Regions from separate parts of the Mus musculus genome. Here region 2 is linked to region 1. The links are chromatin contacts, called in public Hi-C maps. All regions are on one chromosome and are shown on one strand. The core of a region is the stretch at or near the end of the contact, and the rest is flanking DNA. Distances in the headings are between cores, read along the strand shown. Region 1 has its middle 51 kb from the start of Dusp10. Region 2 has its middle 140 kb from the start of Dusp10.

Region 1 (7,935 bases), core at 2,521-5,020:
TAGGAAGTACCACAGATGGTAGAAATTTGTTACTTTGTCCTTAAAGAAGATGTATTAGCATACTTATTTTAAAAAGATGTATTTATTATATTTATTTATTTTTTTAAAATTTATTTATTTATTATATGTAAGTACACTGTAGCTGTCTTCAGACACTCCAGAAGAGGGCGTCAGATCTTGTTACAGATGGTTGTGAGCCACCATGTGGTTGCTGGGATTTGAACTCCGGACCTTCGGAAGAGCAGTCGGGTGCTCTTACCCACTGAGCCATCTCACCAGCCCCTTGTTATATTTATATGAGTACACTGTAACTGTTTTCAGACACACCAGAAGAGGGCATCAGATCCTATTATAGATGGTTGTGAGCCACCATGTGATTGCTGGGAATTGAACTCAGGACCCCTGGAAGAGCACTCAGTGCTTTTAGCCATCTCTCTAGCTCCCTACTAGCATTCTTAAAACCACTAGACGTCTATACATTCACTGGTGATAAGCCCCTGAGTGTTTCAGAATGTGTTTCTCAACCTTTTCATTACTAAGTAGAAGATAGATAGGTTAAGAGCCAAGCTAAGCTCATTGAGAAAGAGATGACTCAGGTACCCATGGTCTCTGACAAATCCCTGTGTTATCTCAGCAGCATATCTACATCAGTTATTTCATTGTGCTCATCAGGCACAGTGAGTGCTATCATCCATGCATGGTGTCTGAGGGGATGGATACACACCTACGATCCCTGTGTACTCAATTATGATACAGGGATATCAAGTTGAAATGGACCTAAGGTAGGATAGTGATGGTTACAATATTATTCATTCTGAAGGCAAACTGCTTCTAATGGCCTTAACTTGTGCTTCAGAAACATTTTATGTAAGGGAATAATAAGTAATGTAGGATTAGAAGGTGATATAGGCTGGCTAGCGAGGCTACTCTAGAGTTGGAGTACAATTACAGTCATAGACAATATGTAGAGGAATGGGAGTAACTATATACTGTAAATACAGCCATCTGGATTTCGTCCATGCTCTATAAATAGCTAGTTCCTGGTCTTTTTAAACAGGTATACAACAGCCATAGAGAGCTAAACATTTGCTTTACCAATAGGTACTTATGGGTTACCAGAGCCATGTTGAGTGGCTCCATTAATCAAACCATGTCTGGTATAACATCTGTAACAGAAACCAACAACTGAAAGACATCTTTAAAACCTACTGTTCCTTAAATTCATCTCTTTTTTTGTGTAGGACAAATTATTGCAATAAAGGAGGAACATGTAAGGAATGCCATCTTTGCGTTTTGTCTCAGTTCCTGTCGCTGTCACTAATCTGTTCCATTCTTTAAGAGATCAGCATTGCTCTTGTGTTTGCTACCTTAGTAACTTGTAGCTTCATAACAAACTATATCAAAACCTAGTGGCATAAAAGAATTCAAATTGTTGGGTTTGTTAATGAATTTGTTTCAAGTGTGTTCAACAGACAGGTCACTTGAACTATAAACTCAGAACCAGAAGTGAGGCAGCTTGTTGGGGCTGGAGAATGTGTTTCCAAGGCCTTGCAAGTGCTTTTCTAACTGACTGGGAATTCAGCCAGGGTTGTCCACTAAATACCTTGGATCCTCTCCTCGAGGATGCTTGGGCTTTCTCATGGTAGCTGCTTTCCAAGTGACTGAGATGAAAGTTGCAAAGCTTCTAAAATCGTATAAACACGGATGTCTCAGATCACTTCTGCAAAATCCTGTTACTAAATAATTTACAAGCTCAAGTTCAAATTCAAGGAGAAAGCAATTGGATTCTACCTCTTAATAGCAAGAATAGCCAAGGATCTGCAAACATTCTTATCACACTGTAGCCCCCTTTGCACAACCAAATCAGTATGTGAAAAATAGTTTACAGGAGGCAGGGCTGTTGGAATGACAGTAAGTCAGGCAATGACATCAGCTTCCTCCAAATATTGCTTCAAATAGTGTTGTAATTCAAAGCTAAAGTTGAACTGTTTTTTTTTTTTTCTCCTCCCAAACCAAGCCCTGAGGATAAGGATAAAGATCACAAGGGGAAGGTCGCATCAGCTGATGACTGCCGCCCTCCTGCTTCTGATGGTATGCCAGCTCTCAAGGCCACACGACTCACAGTCTTGTCTCATCCAAATTGTATTTGGACAGTATACTACATTTTTAAAGTTACTGATCTAAGAGGCATGCGATACTCCATAATTCGTGCCCAAATCCCTGGGCATCGTTGTGACCTTTAGCTTGCTATATTTCAACGAGAAACATGAATGCACCCAAAGACAGACAGACAGACAGACAAACAAATAAGGAACATTATGTGGATCTGTCCTGTCTCTACATATCATGTGATGCCTAAGGATTTGGGAACCAAAATATAGGTCTGCCATTGGCTTTTGGATTGATCCCTTGCCGTCACTGGGAGATAACTGTCAGATGTGTCTTCTGGCGGGGGGGAGGGTGTCTCAATTTTTTTTTATTAACCCATTGTGTGACAGTTGAATTAAGCTTTAATTTCTCTTTGTCTTGTTTTGTTTTTTGTTTTTGTTTTTCTGAAGCAGATCTCAAGGTAGGGGTTTTAAAAGAAGCAGCTGATGAAATGATCCAATAAAACTGGCAAGGGAGAGTAGAACTGAGGCCAAGATGGAGGGAAAGGGATGGATAAACAAATTGGAAAGTAAGATCTTGTTTCCAATGTAGAAAGTGAAAGAATTATCCTAGTGAGGGTGGGAGCTGTTGCATTTGTTCATCAAGGTTCCTTAAGTAGACAGATGATGGATGCCAGTCCCAGTACTTCCAGTCTTCTTAGAGGGAAGCCACAGAGGCCAGAGGAAGTCCTCAGGGAATCAGAACCACCCACACTTCGTCCTAGGAATCATAAGTGATACAAAAATGAACTGAACATGAGTGTCTGGGCTATAGGCCTTACAGCAAGTAGAGTTCCTCTGAGCCCTTCACTTCTGACCACTTTCCCAGTCCCATTGAAAAGGATAAGGAGAGGACTTGTGGGAGGATAAGGATGGGTTGTGTAGGAAACAGATCTTGTCTGCTTCTTTCCTTTCTTCTTGAACTCAAAGACATGATTTCTTACCAGCTGGACTCTGAACCCTTTATTCTTTCATGTCCTGTCTTTTTCACCCTCTCACTTTTCTTTTTTATTGAAAGAGTTAAACTTGCTGAAAACCCAGTGGGCTTCTGAAGAGTCTCTAGTCTCTAGTGTTGCCTTCCTACGTTCCCACCCTAGGCCTCAGATTCTTCAGTTTCTCACTCATCCCACACCCATTCCCTTCGTCTGGCCGGTGTGCTTTCGGTAACTTAGATGTCTGTTTGGCAATATTGAAAGAGGGTAAATGGGGAAATGGGCTGAAAAAGAATTCATCAGAAAAAAACACTCTAGGTTTGGTACTAAACTCAGACCGAAGTCTTGCTCATCAGGCTGCTGAGCACTCCACAGGCATGCATATCAGATTGATGATTACTTTAAGAAATGATTAAATTATAATTATTTCCTCATGACTCAAGTGTGGATGAATGTGAAGTTTAAAGAGAAGCATGAAAACCCCAGTCAATGATCTTTTCTTCATTATCACGTTCATCCTGCGATAGGCAGGGCTTTGCCTCTGGGTAAGTGCCCTCTGAAGCATGCTGGAAGATTAAATACCACACTTTTTTCTTATGAGTTTCTCTTGAATAATAGAAACTCAAGTCATGAATGCCATGTATCATTTACTAAGTCATCTCGCTCTTCTCTGAGTCTTATTTGCCTACATCACATTTTTAGAGGATGAAGTGAGCTAATGAGCTCATATGAGCAAAGTATGTAGCAAGTGACTAATACAGAACTAGGAGTCGGACAAATGTCACTCCTCCAAGTTGAAACTCAATGAGACACTCATCCAACCTCATAGATACTTCTGACTCATGGGCGGGCCACTGGGCAGAAGTTCAAGTGACTGGTCATCAACAAAGAGACCAAGACAAAGGCTCAAAGAAAAGAACATGAGGCTTCATCCATAAGTGAACCAAAGTTTAATATATATATGTATATATATATATATATATACATATATATATATACATATATATATATTTCATATATATATGAAAATCTTCAGCAACACATTGTTTTTCTTAGTCTGGAGGTGACTGCTTCAAGTTCTCATGGGAGTGATTTTTCCCAATGCTTCAGCATTTATCCGCTCAACAACACTTACTTCATTTTTATATTGTTGTAGCCCAATGTATAGCCAGGCTGATCACACTCTTGAGAGGGCCCCCACAGAGTACCAAACAGTGTGTTAGAGTACATAATTCCAAAGGATGTGCTCTGCCTCATCAGCTCCTTGATGGTCATATTGCTCATCATTTTATTACTATCCAGTAAAAAGAGAGCATCTTTCCCCCATTAGTGAACCTCATCTAAAACAGTTGTCAGCTTACAAAATTCTGGAATATTTAACTGTTAGCTCAGTGGAGCTCTGTCAGCTTTCATGGGCCAATGTATTTATGTGTGATTGAATGAAATAGCTATTGTAAGTTTTCTGAGGCTATGGGAGCAGACAGAACTTTGTCTTTAAGTTGTTTCTGTCCTTTCCTGTTCTGCAAGGGAGGGTTGGAAGTAAGATGAAGGAAAGTATTAGAACTGAAGCAAAATAATTAAGTTGGGATCGTAAGCTCTGTATTTTAATGGCTTTTTATTAAAAAAAAACAAGTTTATAACACTTTTATAAATACCTCCTTTAAATTCAGAAGGATTTGTGACGAAAAAAGAGCAACTACATTAGAATTTTATTCATAAAAATTGTACATTAGAAATTTACTCGTGAGTATAATTTAGTACATGTGAGGTAAATTTATTGGAAATGGAAGTGCTAAAAGACTCAGGAATATTTTAATGACGTATTTTTGACAAAGGATGTCCAAGGGCATGGGTCTTCAAGGGAGCACTAAAAATAGGTGTTAATGGAGTTTCACATAATGGCTAGGGACACAGGGGACAAAGTCATCAGGGATCAGGCTAATGGAAATCACCAGCTCCTCATTCTAGTCCAACACCCTTTTAAGATGTATTTTAAATGACATGGTTCTGGGACTCCAATAAAAGACAAAATCTCCTGTTATGACATCTAGTAAGATGGCAGTTAGGGAGTGAGGCTCATCCCCTCCGATCCAGAGACAGGATGTCCATGGCCAAGTAAGGGGAAGACCAGCAGCATGGGAAGCTATAAACACAGGGGCCCTTCCCCTGAAGGTTTTGAATCACAGAGATTACAATACAGCTTCAGGGTTGCATTGAGCCCCCAAACCCATGAGCAATTCTGCACATGTGTTTTAGCGTGTTCATCACTGTTGTGGATAGCCCTGGGGCTAATTGCATTTGATTCCTGTAAACCTTCTTCCCACCTTAATTTGTAAATAAAGGCTAGAGCCAGTGATTGGGCAAAAAAAGAGGGGAAGATGCAGCTGAAGTTTCTGGGAGAGAAATAGAAGGGGAGAGAGGATGATGGAGGACAGAGGAGGAGGTGGAAGGAAAGCAGAGCAGAAGCACCTGGCCTGGAGAAACCGCAGGTTCTAAGGGGTCTCATAGAGGTGGAAGATGGTAGTGTAGCGGTAGATCTGTCCAATCTAGGCGCACAGCATGTAATCATATGAACTGTGTTGTGTTTTCACTGCCCGGGCTTATTTGGGTTGGGGATTTACTGCAACACATCACAGTAATGGTATCTTCACCTCTCATCAAATTTCCCAATGTCCTCTGAACCAAATGGGTAAGGAAATGCTTGCCCAGAGAGATGCTTTGAGAGAGGAATTTGGTGCTATTCCTGAAAACATAGCCCAAATCTCATTTATCCCTGGCATGTTTGGTGTTTTCCTTCTCTTCCAGTTTCAACAAGAGTAGCAGAAAGTATATACAGCCAACTTTGGGGAAAGACCTGGGTTCAGATCTGTTGCCTCTACTTTGCAGTAGGGCGCTTGGGTACAAGTTGCTGATTTTCTCTACTCTTCTGTTGCTCAGGTTCCCCATGCCTCAAATGATGATAACAGCAGTGAGTGGTGCATCCTTGGTCTAGAGGCACACAGAGCCTCACCAAACTCATCTCCCTCCACATCATCCACCATGCCTTTTCTTTCCCCCAAGTCTTTGCTCAGGCTAGTGTAATAGCAGCTTTTATTCACCTGAAGTAATTGTCATCTCCAAGGCTTAATACCTTCGCCTAACCTAGGCCTAGTCCTGGAAGCTTCTCACCTTCATACAGTCTTATTAGGCATAGAATGTTTTCAATCTCTGAGACTTACTGCTAAATAAGCTCACCTCTTCCTAGTTCTTTCTGATCTCTGTCTGGTGGGTTCAACTCAGCTGTTCTGGTTGAAAACTCCTCTGCAACATGACTGATTCAATCTCACTTCTCTGGGTTTCTCCTGGGTTGCTCTGCTTGGCCTCAAATTAATTTTGGCAATATATTTTAATCTTCTGGTTCCTTCTCATTCTCTGACTTGTTCTGTCTTCATCTACATCTAGCATATTATCTCTCTTCAATTTGTCTCTGTACCACTGTCCCAATAAAAATTGCCTCCTCTCTCTGCACTGCTCTCCTAAGCAGCCTCTCTTTCCTCTCTGATCTCGTGAGTTAGGCATAGTCCATTCTGTCAAATCTTTCTCTGATTCACCACTTTGTCTGCCACCCAATTAGACATTACTTTCAAACATTGATGCTTCTTTCTACAAACTAACTTTACCTTCATTGTTTGGGATTAAAGGTGTGTACTAAGGGTATGTCTGTATTCCAGCCATGGGGAATTACAGGGCGAAGGAATGAGACACACCACAATGAGAAATGGGTATTTTCAGTAAATAACACAATCTAGAGTTCACCTTATGATCAAATAGCCTGCAACAGGCTAGTCTCTTGCCTGGAAAGAATCCTATATTTGATCCTTCCCTTGACAACAATAGAGCTTTATCCAGCAAGCTCAGTTCAGATTCTCCACACCACTGATACTCCAGAAGCCATAAATCTGTATCTGTTTTATCTGACCCAGTGACGTGCTGAAGTTGGCTCAAAGTGACTAAAGAGAGCTGATTGCCAAATATTCTAGAATTTCTTGAGCTAGCAACTGCTGATAACTACTAGTTATACTCAAAATATTTACACTGTGGAAATTGGAAGATGCTACTAATTGGTACTTTTTTTTTTGAAAAGTGGTTTAACAAGAATCACTGCTTCCACGGGCTGGCGAGATGGCTCAGTGGTTAAGAGCACCGACTGCTCTTCCGAAGGTCTGGAGTTCAAATCCCAGCAACCACATGGTGGCTCACAACCATCCATAACGAAATCTGATGACCTCTTCTGGAGTGTCTGAAGACAGTTACAGTGTACTTACATATAATAAATAAATAAATCTTTAACAAACAAACAAAACCCCCAAAAAACAACAACAAAAAAAGAATCACTGCTTCCTATGCACTTCTTTTGTTGTGTGCATCACAATGTTAACCATGCAATCCTTCCATTACTTATGTTAGGTTTGCCTCTGCCTCCCTTATTAGCGTGGGGGTGGGGAGGCACAGGAAAGTTTTAAGTACTATTCCACTTGAGGTTAACAGTCAGTGAAATTGCCCTTCAAATGGTGTCACCAGTGTCTGCTACCTCTAGGCACTTTGCAGCTGAGAGCTTGTCACCTGGATGACTGTGGTTGCCTACCCTCGTGATTTCGTAAAATATAAAGAATTTGAATAATACAGCCCACATGACCACTCTGAAATGAAATAACTGAGCCGGCTCACCAGATGGGCCTCAGAGGTCTGAGCTCCAACACTTATCCTAGCCCTCAGAGTGACCGTCATGACCAGCAGGTCCCCCAAGTACCCAGAAAATGAGTGACTTCCTTTCCTTTTTCAGTGGGAGCCATTTTGCACCAATAATCCACTCCTGA
Region 2 (7,935 bases), core at 1,545-4,044, 86 kb after region 1:
GTGTTGTTCACTGGTCCTTCTATGATTATAAATAACAATTTCAAGGAGATGGTTTGGCCTCAAATATTGATTGCTTGAATACAGTTTTAGCAAAAGAGCAAATGTCACCAGTTGATAGTAATTAACATGAATCTCTGTGTTTCTAATCACTGGGATATGAACAGAGTTGTCTTAAGGACTTTCCATGGTGGCTCAGCTTTAGTATACAGCCCATAAAAATCCAAATATTCTAAGAACAAAAGCACAACAGAAAAAAGTTAGGAAAAAGTGCTGTACCATGGCATTCCCTTCTCATTAAACTCCAGAAATATAAACTCTCCATCATTTGGGGAATCAGAGGGAGATAATGGTCCAATCTCAGCAAACAGTGCTATTAAAAACACAAACAACCGAACTCAGTGTGCCTTTTAGTTTCCCCTGTGACTCCAATTAAGATCACATCAATTAAGTGAACTTATCATTTTGTATCATGGAGCATTTGAAAATTGCATCAAATTTGAGTTGGCATTTTCTTCCTTCCATGATAAGAAATGCATCTAATTGCACCACCCTGATTGCATATCTAGTTCTTAGGCAGCTGCACAAACACCGTGAGCAATATAGGAAAAAAAAAAAAAAACCACAACAACAGGAGAAATGTACAGAGGCTACCACCAACAGAAACATTTCTAAGACAGAATATCCCATGGGTCATCAATTCTGATTGAGATGACTCAGCCATATAGATCCGGAGGGGCGGGCATGCAGGAGATAATGTGAAGATTATGAGCCCCTTCCTGGCACATAGCAAGTCCTTATTTAGAGCTTTTGTTCCTAGAACCTTAAATGAACTTCCCTAGTGACAACTCTGGACGGCTGAGACAACTCTCACTCTCAGCAAGATGGATAGATTTATCCCATGCTGGACCATCTAGCACAGCTGTCTCTGGGATGGGATCAAGACAGGTGATGGGCAGCTGTCTGTTCATCATCCTTGGGAAAGTGGTCTAATATCTGTTGGTACCACCCTTCTGCAAACCTCACAGAGTACCTGGGTGATTTCTGAAGTAGACTAACACAACTTCTCCATGTGGGTAAATTGCACAGGATAACCGAGGTTCCCCTTTGGGCCCACGTGTTCACAGCTAAGAGCTTGGACTATGTGGTCAAGGCTAATAAAATTCTGGCCCTGGCTCAGACTATGTTTCACAAGCTTGAGGAAGCTCCCTCATGTCTCTATGCTTTGCAGTAGCCGAGAGTGAACAATGGTAAAACGTGGGCTTAGTATGCATAAGGCTCTGGGTCTATTCCAAGCTCCCTAAAACAAATGACATGGAAAAAAAAATCATTCTCGCTGCTCTGTGGGGATGATGTGAGAGGGAAATGCAGGCTGCTCTTTCAGCACATTAGAAGCACATTAACTCTCAGTAAATAATAGCTGCTGTTCTGACTGTTTTCCCTGTGTACCTCTTGCAGCTTTCAGATTGACTTGTACACAATCCATGTGCGAAGGGATCTCAAAAACCAGCTGGTACCCAGATTACAATCTCCTCCTTTCCCTAATAATGCTTTCAAGAGAAGTGCTAGACTCAGAGATGTAAGTATCAATGGTCCTTGTGTGTCTGTGTGTCTGTATGTCTCTGTGTGTGTGTGTGTGTGTGTCTGTGTGTGTGTCTGTGTGTACATGTATGTGTGGGGTGCTCTCACCCTCTTTCTTCTGCTATGCCTTGCTTCCTATAAAAGAGGAAAGAATGTGAGCAAAGGAAAAGGCACAAAGGAGGGCTGAACCTTAACTGGTTGGGTGAAGAGTTGATTTGCTGGTAAGGCCAAGTTGCTTTGCAGTCTTCTACATACTATAGTATTTGTGCAATGCCATTTTACAAAGTGCTATAAGTTTGTTTGTTGACATTGTTTATTATATATGTTTCTAATGATGTATGCACTGAGAGTATGAACTTGACTCTTGAACATGCAAGCCTTCTCTTCTCACCACCTCGGCTCTTCTCTCTTTGTTCATCTTCCTTCCCTCCCTCCCTCCCTGACCCCTGTCTCCCTGCTTTCCTCTCTTCCTCCCTTCTGTCTTCCTTCCTTCTCCTGTCACTTGCTGTCCTTCTCTTTCTCCAGTCCTCCTCTTTCTCACCTTTTTTTTCTAACCTTAAAACAATAATATAAATCAGATTTGGCAGCAGCAGCTTAAAAAAAACTTTCACAGTGACAATGGAGGCATTCTAGTTGTTAAACTTTCAGCAGCCAGGCGTTGTGGTGCACACCTTTAATCCCAGCACTCGGTAGGCAGAGGCAGGTGGATTTCTAAGTTCGAGGCTAGCCTGGTCTACAAAGTGAGTTCCAGGACAGCCAGGGCTACACAGAGAAACCCTGTCTCTAAAAACCAAACCAAACCAAACCAAACCAAAATGAAACAAAACAAAACCAAAAAAAAAAAAAAATTAAGCAACACCTAAGTTTGAGGGGTGAAGGTTCCAGGAATCTCTCTAGCCTTCTCTGCTCCTCCTCTGTCTAGCCTGTACCTGTCAGGTTTGCACATCATTTTAAATCTTCCATGTGTACTGCACATAAATGCGTGTATGGTTATGCATTCATTGCATGGTTGTCAACTTTTATTTTAAATAACAAACTGGAAAACCTTTTTCCTTCCTGGAAAGCAGTTGTAAGTACTGCCACGAGAAGTCAGAGTTTGAGTCTGAGCTGCTGGGCAAGAGCATGCAGCATGGGTGTCCTTGTCTGAAGGCCACGGGTCACAGTGATCTTCATATAGCCCTAGCCCCAACCCAGGTGACCTCATGTGCCCACAAGTACAGTAACAGCACAGGCAGGCCGGTGGTAGCTGCTGGCTGAGCCTGCTGCTGACAGGTGCAAGGGCCATGTATCACATGAGTCCACTAAAAATAGGTCTGAGAAAAGGAAGGGTCCCAAGCCCAGCTTATAATAGATGCTCACCTTGTGAACACTCACTGTCAGCAACAGAATTTCAACACAGTAACTCCCATGCCCACACTGACAGCTGTGTTAAGCTCCTTGAAGAATCAGTTAGTTTTGGTCAGAATAATAAATTTGCACTATCTCAAAGAGTGTTAATATGGAGTTTTTTTTTCCAAAGGGGGGAAGGAGAGGGGACAGACCCATCTGGCTGGAGGAGAGCTGTCTTTTTCAGTAGTCCCAGGCGAGTGTCTCCTGTCAGCCTTTGTTACGTGTGACCTTGTGATTATTTGGGAAACTCCTAGAAACATTAGGATTTCAGTCTGTCCTTGAGAAAATAAAACATTGTCCCCTTCCTGGGTTCCATTTTCATGATGAAAGAGGAACACTCTTCTGCAGGAGTTGATTTATCAGAATGAATTTCAAAACCAGAGTCATTAAACGAATTTTTTTTTTTCATTTCCTACCCAGGCTGGAATGAGTCGCTCACATTGATGTAATCAGAGAATCCAGGAGCAGGGAGCAGTCGATGGAGCTGGGACTGTCCTGTCCCCAAGGATGGTGGCAGCTTGAGAAAGTTCTACTGTGCTCTGTCCTAGTGTGCGGGGGCAGGCCTTACACAGTGGGAGCCTATAAGTGGTGCTATCCCTTGGACACATTCCAAATCATTTCCCCGCTTTGATAACCCAGTTTGGAACTGGCACACTGCTAAGACGGCTTTTTTTTTTTTTTTTTTTTTTTTTTGCTAAAGACCCAAGAGGATCAGGCAGTCTGATGCCTGGCTATCATTTGGAATTACAGACGATAGAATGTCAATATCAAAATAGTGTCACCTTAATCATTCCAAGAGACTTCTGCCCAAGAGACTTCTGCTTTAGTCTTTAGGCTAGTTATTTTTCTACAAAAGGGTCTGCTTGTTTTGGGGGAGGGGGTGGTGTTCATCTATTTCTGCATCTTGGAATGTGTGTTTGTGTGTGTGTGTTCAGGTGCATGTGTAAGCACGTTCATTCAGAGAACAGAGGATAACCTTGGGCGTTATTACTCAGATAGCTGCCTATCTTATTTTGGTTTTTTTTGCTTTTTTTGTTTTTTGTTTTTTGTTTTTACATGAAATCTCTCATCAATTAGGCAAGGCTGGCTGGGCAGCAGGCCCGAGGAGTCTACTGTCTCCACCTCCCCAGCTCCATGATTACAAGTGTATGTGCACCACCACTCTTGGCATATGGAAGTGGGCTGTAGGGACTAATCTCGAATATCTGTGCCTTTGACAAAACTCTGCAGCTGGGAATTTGATTATTTTCTTCTTAAAGGTAGGATGTTGTCATGGTACCCAGGCTTGCCTGGAATACAGGCTCAAGGGATCCTCCTTCAGTAGCCTGATGAAACTGGGATGATGGCAGGGATTATCAGAGCACAGGATACTTTTTGTAAGACTGGTTTGCCTAAAGGACAAGGGATCATAACAATTAAACATGAACTATTTGTATAGGAGTAGAAGACACCGGAATCACGTAAGAGCGACAAATTTTAGGCCACAGTGTAAATTATCCATGAAAACTTGCTCAATAATTCAGATCCACTTTTGAACTCTACTTCATTGTAATTCTGCATTTCAATTTGTTACTTACATTGTCTTGTAGTTTTTTTCTTAGTTATATAATTTTATGCTTCACCCTCCCTCCACAAATTGGATGTATAAGTCTCTTAACAGAAGTCACTACAAATTCTGCCTTGGATACTTCTGTGGGGTCTTTAGTAGATTTTTCTGGTTATGTTGGCCAATGTTGACTTCATATGTTGAATGTAGGCACATGCACTCTCTTCTCACCTCAGCAGGACCCTTCTCACACTCTGGTGGCCTCTGTGTCACACATGCCCTTCCCACAGGGAGGCAGAGCTGGCAGGCAGAGCCCTGGGAGCTATCTCTACTTCATACTGTCTCTGACCTGTGCCTCCAGACTTTCCACTCTACCTTCCAAGTCACAGTCAGTTCCTGCAGAGGGGAATCCCCCTTGCTGAATGCCAGTGGACCTGGGTGCACATTTCTGGGTGCCACATTCACTACACAACCATCTGCACACAGCACACAGGTGCTGGGAACATCTGGGATGCCTGTGGATCAAACCTGCTGGATCGTGTGCCCAATCTCGCTCATGTGCCCCCCTCATGGGGACACAACAGTGAACTAGAGCTATTTTTTACTAATAGACTGTCAAGAGGTCTACGCATATAGATCACAAGTACCCTGCTCTCTGTTCTTGCCAATACATTTGTAGAGTGATTGGAATGGAAGCAAGAGCCAAATAAAGGTTGGGGGAGGGGAAGAGACAAATGCCATGGTGTAGGTCAGGAGCTGGGACTATTTCTGAAACAAGTAACAGCTCTGGGCGTCCTCAGAATACTCTCTGTGGGTCTCATGCCTCTGTCTGCCTCTGTGGCACGGAAGAGGACAGCTACTTTTAATAACTTCTTTAGAAAACACGGGAGATAGCTCAAAGGATACTCAACTGTACAAAAAGACGTTAAAACAATTACAGAAAAACATGTATCTAACACGCAGGGGAACTGGTTTGAGGATGAGAACATTGGTTATCCATTGCATTTTTGTGATTTTTGGAATGTTATAGGAAATTGCATTTGTATCATGGCATTGAATCAAAATAAGCTTGAACTACAGAAAGATTGCTCTTGTTTTATATAAACTGAAGCATAGAAAGGAGAAGTTGCCGCTTGGGGCTACAGAGAACGCTCACAGCAGGGACAGTCAGCCCCAGCAGAGGAAGTGGTGCCGCTTTTCCTGAGATGTTTTGTTCTGTGAAAGTTTGAATGTATTTTTAATTGAATCAGAATTCGTTATTTCTCATTAAAACCTTTTTTTTCTTTGTTGGTGAAGTACTTGCCACACAGCATGAGGACCTGTGTTTCATCCTCACAACGTTGCCACATAAAAGTCCCCGAGGATGGGGAGGCATGGGGTGGCCTGCTTGTAACCTGTAGGAGTGGATAGACCCTTTCCCACTGGTCACCTTCTTCTAGCCTGCTTGTCGAGCTTCCCATCAGTGAGACCTGATCTCAAAATGGAGGTGGATGGTGCCTGAGGGAATGAGTCCAGAGGTTGTTCTCTGTTCTCTACATGCTTGGATAGCTTCACATACAGGGAAGCACACACACACACAGAGACACAGACACACAGACACACACAGACACACAGACACAGACACACACGCACAGACACACACACACAGACACACACACAGACACACACAGACACACACACAGACACAGACACACAGACACACACACAGACACATACACACACAGATACACACACACACACACACACAGACATTTATTCACAGATTGTTTTTCTCCTATGAGTGAATGGAAAAATGCAGTGTCTCTTCCTCTCCCTATCCCTGATGGTTAAGTCAGCTTGTGACGAGTTTCAAAATAGGGAAGAAAGTCTCATTAGCACAAGTGCACAATGTACTGTGTGTGTGTGTGTGTGTGTGTGTGTGTGTGTGTGTGTGTGTGTGTGTGCAGGAGAGGACCAGAGGAAGATGTTGGTGTCCTGCTCTTGGCTGTGGTTCTCAAAACACTTTACTGAAGTCAGGTATATGTAGTGTGGCCTGTATCATGCCACAGAAATCTGGGACTTTGTTAGTTGCTGTGGTATATCTTAATCTAACTGATTAAGGATAATGAAAATGAATTTTACATTTCCAGAGCATGCTAGAATCAAAAGTTTTTGTTTGATAAAACCTTCATGAATATTCCTTTGCATGAAGGAAGGAGAAGGCCAGGTTCCCCAACCCTCTCTCTGCTCCAAGTTCCTTCAGCCCTGTATTCTTTAATGCACATTTAGTTCTTGTGAATTCTGGGTATGATCCTGTAAGACATTACTAGATGTTCTCAATGATCATGTTGTCCCGTTGATAACATGCTTAGAACCACAGTAACGGAGACTGTTCTATAGTCCCTAAACAAGTTTCTTTTCAACAGCTAGCAGTTAATGAAATGTGTCTTTGAGCCACCTCAGTATTTTCCTGGAGTGTGCATCCGAATGCCCCTTCCCTCCTCCAGTGCCACGGAGAACTCATGCTTTCTGCTTTTCATGTAATTCTTCTGAATAATTTAAGCAGGCCTGTTTCTCTGAAGTAGTTTCTCCTGTTGAACTCCCTTCAGCTCGTTCCTCCTGTGAGATTATTTCAACATCCTTCATCAACCGTTCTCATCAGGAAAGGTTCAGTCTCTGTACTGTTTAAAAGGAGGCATCCGGAAGTGCAGATAATATGATTGGAAATGTGTCTTAAGTCATGTGAAATAAAATAACATCATGTGCTGTGCATCCTGTCCACTTAACCATAAATTTAACAAAATGGTAAATTGATCAACTTTATCGCTGTTCCTTTTCTTCTTCTTTTCTTTTGTTACCATGTTAGCTGTAACTCTGCTGTGCCATCCATCAGCCATGACTGTGTGCTATTTCTGAAGTGACCACTGTCCCCATAAAGAAGCTCCAATGGAGGGATCCTGGAGTTCATCCACTGGACATTTGCACTTGCTGCTGGCTGCACTGTGAGGTTGTACTGCTCAGTCCAGCACTCGCAGCCACCTACGGTTTCTTTGCCCCATTCATTATAGGTCCACTCCTAGTCTGTCACTGTAACCTGCCACCGTGTGCTCTCGTGGCACAAAGCAACAGAGGATGAGTTTGCTTTGGAAATGGCATCTCTGCTTCTACATGTGTGCAGTGTGTTGCTGACAATCACTAACATGCTTGCACTCAGCCCAGAAATTCTGTGCTATCATCTATCCGACACATGTCCTGTTTGTCATATATTCTCAGAGGAGACAGACTGAGACTTGGCAGTCCTATTTATATAGAACCTCGGAGCACCCTGAGGTGGCATTTGCTACAATCCTCAGATGTAAGTGGCTGGGCCAGCTTACTTTTTTTTTCATTTACTCTAGTGAATATTTGTTCGATTCATCTTTATCTGAGAAAGTCACTCGCTC

Evidence for each region. Hi-C and Micro-C count contacts between places; a contact is called where the count stands out from the background.
Region 2: a contact with region 1 is called in a Hi-C map of muscle stem cells, with 2.0 times the contacts expected there. The contact joins two enhancer-like sites. A contact is called at or near these places in 1 of 15 datasets of contacts at CTCF or cohesin (the NIH/3T3 cell line), 11 of 484 Hi-C or Micro-C datasets (the AML12 cell line, the C2C12 cell line, the HL-1 cell line and 7 more) and 1 of 115 datasets of contacts at active chromatin or transcription factors (double positive thymocytes).

What each region holds. Positions count from the first base shown.
Region 1 is chr1:184,081,286-184,089,220 of GRCm38.p6, forward strand. No RefSeq gene overlaps it. Among named protein-coding and RNA genes, the nearest start is that of Dusp10, 51 kb to the left of the region's middle. Within about 2 kb of position 3,771, at least 28 of the 459 cell types and tissues checked have an H3K27ac peak or open chromatin away from gene starts, as enhancers often do. A contact at or near this core is called in muscle stem cells, where this site is marked.
Region 2 is chr1:184,168,272-184,176,206 of GRCm38.p6, forward strand. No RefSeq gene overlaps it. Among named protein-coding and RNA genes, the nearest start is that of Dusp10, 140 kb to the left of the region's middle. Within about 2 kb of position 2,795, at least 13 of the 459 cell types and tissues checked have an H3K27ac peak or open chromatin away from gene starts, as enhancers often do. A contact at or near this core is called in muscle stem cells, where this site is marked.